Linked DNA regions of Canis lupus: all the other regions are linked to region 2. A link is a contact called in public Hi-C data. All regions are on one chromosome and are shown on one strand. The core of a region is the stretch at or near the end of the contact, and the rest is flanking DNA. Distances in the headings are between cores, read along the strand shown.

Region 1 (2,700 bases), core at 37-2,536, 660 kb after region 2:
CCATGAGTCTTGAAGTAGAAAAACAGACATTGATGGTTCTAAGGCGTCCCCACGCCTGAGTGAATGACATTGTCAGCATTGGGATGGGAGGGAGGGCGTTGATGCTTTCGATAGACACGGCGACCCTGACTTCAGTGCTGTGTGGGGGTACGGGATCCATCCGAGCAAGCCTCTTGAACCACAGGTCTTCCTGTGACAAGGCTGTGATGTTGCAGCTTCCCCGCGTCCTCAGCTCAGGCCAGCCAGCGCCGTGGTTTTCCCTTTGCCTGTCCTGACCTCTTGCTTGCTCCCACCTGCTTTATCTCTGCATGCTGAGATTACATATTTTTCCCATGGCATAAATAAACCCACTTGTCCCTTTCAAGGTGACTAATTGTACCGAGTAGCCGGACTCGGAGGAAATGGTTACTAAACTTATCTGAGGGGGGGTGGTGGGCAGGGTGTGTGTGGGGGGAATGCATCTTGTCTATCTGGTAGGAGACGGAAAGGCACCGTTTTCTGGAGTGATCCTCATGATCATCCCTCACCTTTTTTTTTTTTTTTTTTTTAAAAAAAAAAAAAAAACAACAACAAGAAATTCTCTGAGAGGAACGAGGAATTGCCCGGTGACCTCTTACTTTTGCTTACCCCTGTCTGTGGTGTGGATATGGACTCAAATATATTTCAAATAAAGCCCTTGGAGGTAGAGGAGGCCTGGTGCACCCTGGAGTTTAGTGCATGAAGTCCTCATTAGGGCTGAGCTTTGGGCCGTGATGAAAGAAGGACGTCAACAGAGGCTTCAGAGTGGCCTCTGACCCCCACACAAAGCTGACTGAGATGAACTTGGCCTTGCCCCCGTCCCCTCTCCCCTGCGTCTCCTTCCCCCAGAGGGTCTGGGTGCGGGCTGCCAGCAGGGGCCTCGGGGACACTTCCTCTTGCGCTTCCCCTTTCGGGAGGGGGTTGTCACTGCGGTTGACACCGGGTTTGTGTTGGGCCGGGGGTGGGTGCCCGATAATTGCAATATTCCTCAGGCGCTTCTGTCTCCCAGATACGGGACGGTGGCAGCTGAAACACCTTATGAAAATAGCATTAAGATGTGTAATGTACCATAAATAAGCAGAAAGACAGGGCCAGGAAGCTGTGCTAATCACTGCTTTGATGTAGTATGAATTACTGTATTTTTAAGGGCCTCATGTTTCTGACTGCTTGTTTTGACTCAGCTGCCACCGCGTTCGTGAAGGCTTGGACCCAGTTTTCCACCTCTTCTCCCCTCCGTGGTGACAGCTGTCGTCCCTTGACTCACAGGAAAACGATCTCTCCGCCCTGCCCCTCCCTCCCAGCCCTTTCCTGGCAGGACTCCCTGTAAACCCGCCACTGTCCTCCTCCTCCCGGGGGTGACAGAGGGCAAGGACGGCCGCCTGGCCCCCGTCCAGGCCCTCCCGAGGTTCCTGTGTCATCTGCCAGCCGGCCCAGGCCTGGGCAGCAACATCCTATTTTTAATCTCGGGTAGCCTGGCCTTCTCGTAGTCTATTGGCCCCGTGGGGAACCGGGGTTTCGTGTTGACTGTGCAGCAGGGAGCTGGTGAGAAGCATCCCCTCCGGAGGGGAGCGAGCCTGAGGAAAGCATCCTGCGCCCCGGCCTGGAGTCGGGCAAGCTTGTTTGCCCCATGCTGACTGCCCACTTGCAACCAGGGCCAGATCCCAAACTGCTACTAGGGAGTGTTCGGGGACTTAGGTGTGATGAGAGCCCCAGGCCTCTCTTGATCTTGGGATCCTGTGGGTGACGCAGGGCCCAGGTGAGCGCCGCAGGCCTTCTCCGCCTGGTGAGCACCTGGTGGCCCCTTGCAGGCAGGACCTCTGGCAGCGCCTGTGCTGTCCCCCTGGGGACCTGGGCATGTCCCCTGCTCTGAGCCCAGCTCCGGAGGCGCCCTCTTGTGGCCTGAAGGACTTGGCACACACTTCTCTTGATCTTTTTCTTTCTCTTTTTTTAAAGATTTTATTTATTTATTCATGAGAGAGAGGCAGAGACATAAGCAGAGGGAGAAGCAGGTTCCCTGTGAGGAGTCTGATGTGGGACTCGATCCCAGGACCCCAGGATCACGACCTGAGCCAAAGGCAGACGCTCAACCACTGAGCCACCCAGGTATACCATTGTCTCTTTCTTTCTTTCTTTCTTTCTTTCTTTCTTTCTTTCTTTCTTTCTTTCTTTCTTTCTTTCTTCTTTCTTTCTTTCTCTCTCTTTCTTTCTTTCTTCTTTCTTTTCTTTCTTCTTTCTTTCTTTTTTTTCTCTTTCTTTCTTTCTTTCTTTCTTTCTTTCTTTCTTTCTTTCACAACATTATTAAACATTTTCTCATTTTTTGTGTGCTCCTTTAGTCCTTGGAGTGAAAAGCATTTGCTGTTGTTTGAAGATGGGTAGGGAGAGTTACACTATCACCCTCATGTGTTAAAGCCCCGGGTCAGGCCATGCTCAGTCCCTCACACCTGGACACTGAACACACTTCCACAAAGGTCTCCTCAGCTTCAGGATTGTCACCCCTCATCCTTATTTATGCATGTGTCTCAAAATTAAACTAAATTTCTTAAAACTGTCTGTTTTTTCCTCTTTACTTTGTTCAGAGAGTGTTAAGAGCTGCCCTCTGGGTGGAGTCCAAGGGGTGAGCCCATCATAAACCACTACATCCTGCCCGTGTGTGGGGATATCTGCCTCCACTTTGCTAAACCA
Region 2 (2,777 bases), core at 239-2,738:
CCGACGCGAGGCAGCGAAGACGCCGCAGCCACCCGCCCCGCCCCCGCCCCCCCCACGGCGCGCCCCCGCGCCAGCCCCCACCCGGCCCCCGCCCCGGCCCCGGCCCCGGCCCCGGCCCCGGCCCGCCCCACGCAGGCGCGCGCAGGCCCCGCCCCTCCCCCTCCGCTCGCGGGGCCCCGGCAGGGGCGGGGCGACCCCCGGAGGGGGCGTGGCCACCGGGCTCGACGCGCGCACGCGCTCTCGGGCCTTACGGCTACGTGTCGGGGCACGTGACGCCCACCCCGAAAGTCCCCCGTGAAGCAACAGGACGTTAAAAAAAATTCTTTTCTTTGGGGGGGGGGGAGGGTGTGAGAACGGACGACAGTTTTTCTTTCTTTTTCTTTAAACAACAACAAAAAACTATAGTAACGGAGGAGAGAATGAGGCGTGCGGCGGCGAGCGTCCCGCTGGCGAGCCCTCACCCACCGCCACAGCCCGGCCGCGCCCGCCAGACGAGCCGGCCCGGCGGCGGGGAGCGGGGAGCGGGGAGCGGGGAGCGCGGAGCGGCGCGGCCCTCACCCCGCCCCCAGTCCAAAGCACCGCCACCCGCCGCCCCCGCCGCGCCCCGCCGCCCGTCCGCCCGTCCGCCCCGCCGCCGCCCCTCCCTCCGCCCGCCGCGCCGCGCCGCGCCGCGCCGGCGACCCCAGCCCCGGGCCCCTCTCGGGCCGACCACCCGCCGGACGGAGGCGGGAGGCGGCGGCGGCGGCGCCCGGGCCGGGGTCGGCGGCGGGAGGAGGAGCGCGCCGGCCGGGCCCCGCTAACGGCCGCCCTGCGCGGCCCCGCCCGCCGCCCGCCCCCGGCCCTCCCCGCGCCGCCGCCCCTCCCCCCGCGCCGCCGCCGCCGCCGCTGGCAGCGCCGCCTGAACTGAGGCGAACTCCGCCGCCAAGTGAGTGAGGAGGAGGAGGAGGAGGCGAGGAGGAGGAGGAAGAGGAGGAGCGGAGTCAGAGCGCGGCGGCAGCGGCAGAGGCGGCCGCGGCGGGGACCAGCCCAGAGAGACCCCGAGCCCGCGGCAGAAGCGGCGGCGGCGGCTGAGCGGGCGCGACCAGCCGAGCGAGCGGCGGCGGCGGCGGCGGCGGCGGCGGCGGCCCGGCTCCTCCTCGTCCGGCGCCGAGCGGCCCGCGCCCGCACTCGGCCCGCGGAGACCCGCCTCCCGCCCGCCGGCCTCGTGAGGGACGCGCCGAGCCGGCGGCCGAGGAGCGGCGGCGGCGGCGGCGGCGGCGGCGGCGGCGGCGGGCCGGGAGCGCGTCGGGCCGCGGGCGGAAAGTGCCTGCGGGGGCGGGGAGAGCGCGGCGAGCGCGCGGTCCGGCCGCCCCGGCGCCCGGCGCGGGAGCGGAGCGGAGCGGGACGCCGAGTCCCGAGCGGCCGGCGGCCGGGGCTCCCCGCCCCTCCCTCCCTCCCTCCTCGGCGGCGGCGGCGGCGGCGGCGGCGGCGGCGGCGGGCGGAGTGAGCTGCGGAGCCTGGAATATGGTCGGGGAAATGGAAACGAAGGAGAAGCCGAAGCCCACCCCAGATTACCTGATGCAGCTGATGAACGACAAGAAGCTCATGAGCAGCCTGCCCAACTTCTGCGGGATCTTCAACCACCTCGAGCGGCTGCTGGACGAAGGTGAGTCGCCTCGGCAGCCGCTCGCGGCCCCGCGCCCCGGGGCGGCCCATCTCCCCGGGACCCGACGCCCGCCGGCGTGTTGGGAGGGCGGGAAGGTCGCGGCTGGCGGGGACCGTGCGCCCGGGGACCCAGAGGCCCGGGCGGGGCGCATGGAGGCGGCGCCGAGGCCGGGCTCGCGGGGCGCGGCGGGCGGCGGCGGGCGGCGGCGGGCGGGCCGGGGCCGCGGGCTCGGGCGGGACCCGCCGGCGGGACGCTCCCCCTCCCCTCTCCCCCCCCCCCCAGGCCCGCGACCCCGGGCCTCGCGCCGCCGGCCTCGGCGCCCCGGGGAGGCTGCGGGGCGAGCCCCCTCGCGCCCCTGGCTTCCCGCCGCGCCTGCGAGCACCGCGACGGCCCGGAGCGTGGCGGGCCTGGCCGGGAGGAGCCCCGGAGGAGCCCCGGAGGAGCCCCGGAGGAGCCGGCCGCGCCCGGCCCGCGGGCGCCTGAAGGACACCGGCCCCGGGGCGCTCCCCGGGGGGCTCTCCCGGAGGCCGCGCGCGTTCCCACAGTGGAGGGTCCTGGGGCCCGCGGCTGCTGGGGAGTTGGTGCGGCTTGCGAGTACTCGAGGGGAGCAGCGTGGGGCCGGGCCACTGGAGGGAATGTGCCCGAGGAGCCCCAAAGTAGTGCGGACCGAGCCGGAGGCCGGGGCAAGATGACAGCCGAAAGCACTTTTCGTCCTTTTGTTTGGGGAAGCGAGAACTGTTGGGGAGTTTAACTTCACTTTGGGCGCGGGGTGGGGGGGGGGGGTGAGAACGAAATACCGCGAGGACGAGTCTAAACGTCGTCCCGACTCGGAGAGAACTTCGGCGGAGAGCGAACCCAGGACGCCGCTGCCTCGCTCTGTAGGATGGACGTTCCGAAGGACGGGGAGAAGAAGGGGCAAAGTTTGCAGAAAAGCTTTGTTGGCGGAGAGCGGAGGGTTGCGAAGAACGACAAGATTAATGTTGGCCGACTCTGGGATTCCTTTAACAAGTTCTTGCTTAGAGCAGTGCCCTGGACTGCCGAATTCTAGCAGCTCTGCTTTTCTGTGGAAGCCTGGAGAAGACAAAATGACCAACAAAGTCTAATTTGAAAATCGAGTACTCAGGAGGTTTTC
Region 3 (2,838 bases), core at 232-2,731, 520 kb after region 2:
TGATAAACATCAGCATACTATTTAGATATCTGTTTTAAACAAATACTAATTTATAAGAAAGAAAAGTCATTTTAGCATGGGGCCCCAAATTCCGAAACCAAATAATTTTTGTGTTTTAACTCGGTTCCCTGGAGTTGGAGTCTGGAACTTGTTCGGAAACCTGCGTCCCCCGTTCTGGGCCTCCTGAGCTTAGTGCTGGGTCAAGACCCACTCCCACGGGCCAATTGTACAACTTTCTTCCCGATTCTTCATCCAATGGCCTCACTTTGGTGGCTAGAAATTGGCCACGTGGGACTCTTTACATCACAGACATGGGCAAGTGGTACAAATCAGGGCTTTATTCCCTGATTTTCCCCTGATTTGTGTTCATTTTTAAATATTTGGCAGCATACTTCTGTTTCTAGCCTGCTATTTAGGGCACTTTCTGCTTGACAGCTCTGTGATGATGTGGTCCTGTGGAATAGTTTGTTTTTAGCTCTCAGTTGCCCCTTTCTCTGGGACATGAACTACAGAGAATCTTGTCTGGTCTCCAAACCCTCTTGTGCCACATGTGACTGGCTAAGGGACCTGGGAGTGGCAGGCATGGGCTTCTCGTGAGTGCTGGGTTGGATTTCCTCCCTTTCATCAGGGACATGTTATTCCAGCCTGGTCCTCACCATTGGCTGCTAGAAATAGCCATCCTGTGGCCTGCAGAGCCCCATCGGGGCGAGAAATGACCTGAGGAATGTGATTGTCTCCCCTGGAGTCACACTTCCCAGTCAAAAGATGGCTGAGAACCACCTCCATGAATATCCCCTTTGCAGGAAAACACTTGGTGTTATTTACCTGCGCTACACTGTGTTTTCCCCACATCTGCCCCCTGCACACAGTTTACAGTGTACACCTCCCACACATTCCAGAGTCACCGTTCTGCCTGGGGCAAAATAGAAAGTACAAGACAGCATAGAGTATGTGGGAATAACATCTTTACAGACACTGATTTTTTAAAAGATATGTTTATTTATTTGAGAGAGACAGAGAGAGAGAGAGCGCGAGTGTGCTCACAGTGTGGGGAGGAGCAGAGGGAGAGAACATCAAGCAGACTCCCCACTGAGCACGGAGCCCAACCAGGGGCTCGATCCCAGGGCCCTGAGACCAGGACCTGAGCCGAAACCAAGAGTCAGCCTCTTACTTAACCCACCGCCCCACCCGCAACCCTTGACCTAACATTGATTCTTTTATTATGAGATCGAAATGGAGGATGAAAATATTCACATTCTCAGGCTCATCTACACATGCTTTTGGGAAAAACTAGAGGCCAGACCACTTGAGTTATTTATACTTTATTTATAAAGGGTGCTTTGGCATTTGGATGAGGCAATGGCCAAGGTTTGGCTGTTTCATTGGTGAGATGTTTGCGTGCGTGTGTGTGCGTGTATGGACCACACATAAGCTCTCCTAAGGCTCGGGGGTGGACTGAGTCGTCCCATTCTTGCAGATGCCACCGTTACTGGCATCTTGCACCTGTCATGCTACACATATCTTGGCCAGTGGGGACAGGCGCCCCTCCTGAGAGGCGCCGTCTGCTGTGACTAAAGCAAGAGCACAATGTGTGTGCGCCAGTGAAGTCTATTTTGCATTCTTGATCTTCTTGTCTGGCCACTTTATTTGTCCTCCTTCTAGCTATTTTGGTTTGAAGTGGCACTACTTTCACTTTGAACCAAATACTTTTCTCTCTGTACAACCCAATTTGTACATATTTTAAAAGACTCTTTCTGTTTTGTTTTGATCCCTTTGGGGGTAGGTGTGTGTTGAGTGAGATACGGGAGAAACGGTTTAAGGAAAAATCATCCAGATTACGGATGTGAACTTCACCCAAGTACAACTTTGCCAAACCGACGTGCTTTCTTCGGTTGATGGAGATTGTTTTTGAGAGAGAGAGGTATCTGTTCCTCATCTCCCTGAAAGTCATTTATTTCCACTTATTTTAGGCTGTACTTTCACATTTTTGTTTTTCTGCACTATTTATGATAGAAAATTGGCATACTTGAATTGTCAACCATGTAGGGAAGATTTAAGTCCTTTTAAATTTTCCAATGTAAGTTTTACAGTTTGATAACTATTTTATAAAAAATATTCCTTGGTTTCTATTCCGCCCCCACCCCCTTTGGGATCTCTTAGCTATATTTGAAAATGCACACATGATAAAACCTAATAATAAAATTCTGAGCACAGATTTCTCTCATGCAACATTCTTGAACCATGATTACATTTTTTTTATAATGCTGTGTCCTAATGGGCCAGATGACATTCCTGGCGTGTTACTCGTTGAGCCATCTTAACCTTGACGGGACTTCAAGTGCTTCACAGTCAGGGCTAGTGAACAGAGCCCCCTGCTGGGGGTTCTGGGGATCAGATTTCCAATGCAAATCGGAGGGTCGCCCCACTGAGACCTGGGAGACCAGGAGGCTGGAAGATAACCAACGCCCTGGGAACAGGAGTGGCGGGCTTTTGACTGACAGCAACAGTCAACATAATCTCAAAGGATTTCTTCAATAGTGCTTCATTTCCTTTGAAAGTTTGGGTAATAAAGGCAGAGACTGATCTATTTAAATCACTGTTTATCAAATCAGTATTTCCTGAGAAAGTGTTCTTCAGGTTATTGATAGGTGTACAAGAAGAAAAGATGTCCTGTTCTCCAGTAAGTCTTGAAAATGGTAGATTAAATATGACTCCTCATTGCAGAACTTCTCAGAGCCTTTAATATGAAAAGAGAATTTCAAACAACGCATATTGTTTTCCCTAAACTTGTTTGACTGTGGGTATTTATTCTGAGCACATTTATTAATGTTTTTGAAA

What was found. A called contact is a pair of places that touch in the nucleus more often than the background predicts.
Region 1: a Hi-C map of skin fibroblasts shows a contact between it and region 2, with 3 times the contacts expected there. The contact joins the enhancer-like site here to the promoter of QKI in region 2. A contact is called at or near these places in 2 of 9 Hi-C or Micro-C datasets (amygdala and skin fibroblasts).
Region 3: a Hi-C map of skin fibroblasts shows a contact between it and region 2, with 4 times the contacts expected there. The contact joins the enhancer-like site here to the promoter of QKI in region 2. A contact is called at or near these places in 3 of 9 Hi-C or Micro-C datasets (amygdala, liver and skin fibroblasts).

The regions. Positions count from the first base shown.
Region 1 is chr1:53,014,730-53,017,429 of UU_Cfam_GSD_1.0, forward strand. No RefSeq gene overlaps it. Among named protein-coding and RNA genes, the nearest start is that of QKI, 660 kb to the left of the region's middle. Within about 2 kb of position 1,287, at least 10 of the 20 cell types and tissues checked have an H3K27ac peak or open chromatin away from gene starts, as enhancers often do.
Region 2 is chr1:52,354,868-52,357,644 of UU_Cfam_GSD_1.0, forward strand. QKI (QKI, KH domain containing RNA binding) reads left to right here and starts at 1,489. Exons shown (of 8, transcript NM_001003021.2): 1 at 1,489-1,645. The coding sequence starts at 1,504.
Region 3 is chr1:52,874,925-52,877,762 of UU_Cfam_GSD_1.0, forward strand. No RefSeq gene overlaps it. Among named protein-coding and RNA genes, the nearest start is that of QKI, 520 kb to the left of the region's middle. Within about 2 kb of position 1,482, at least 5 of the 20 cell types and tissues checked have an H3K27ac peak or open chromatin away from gene starts, as enhancers often do.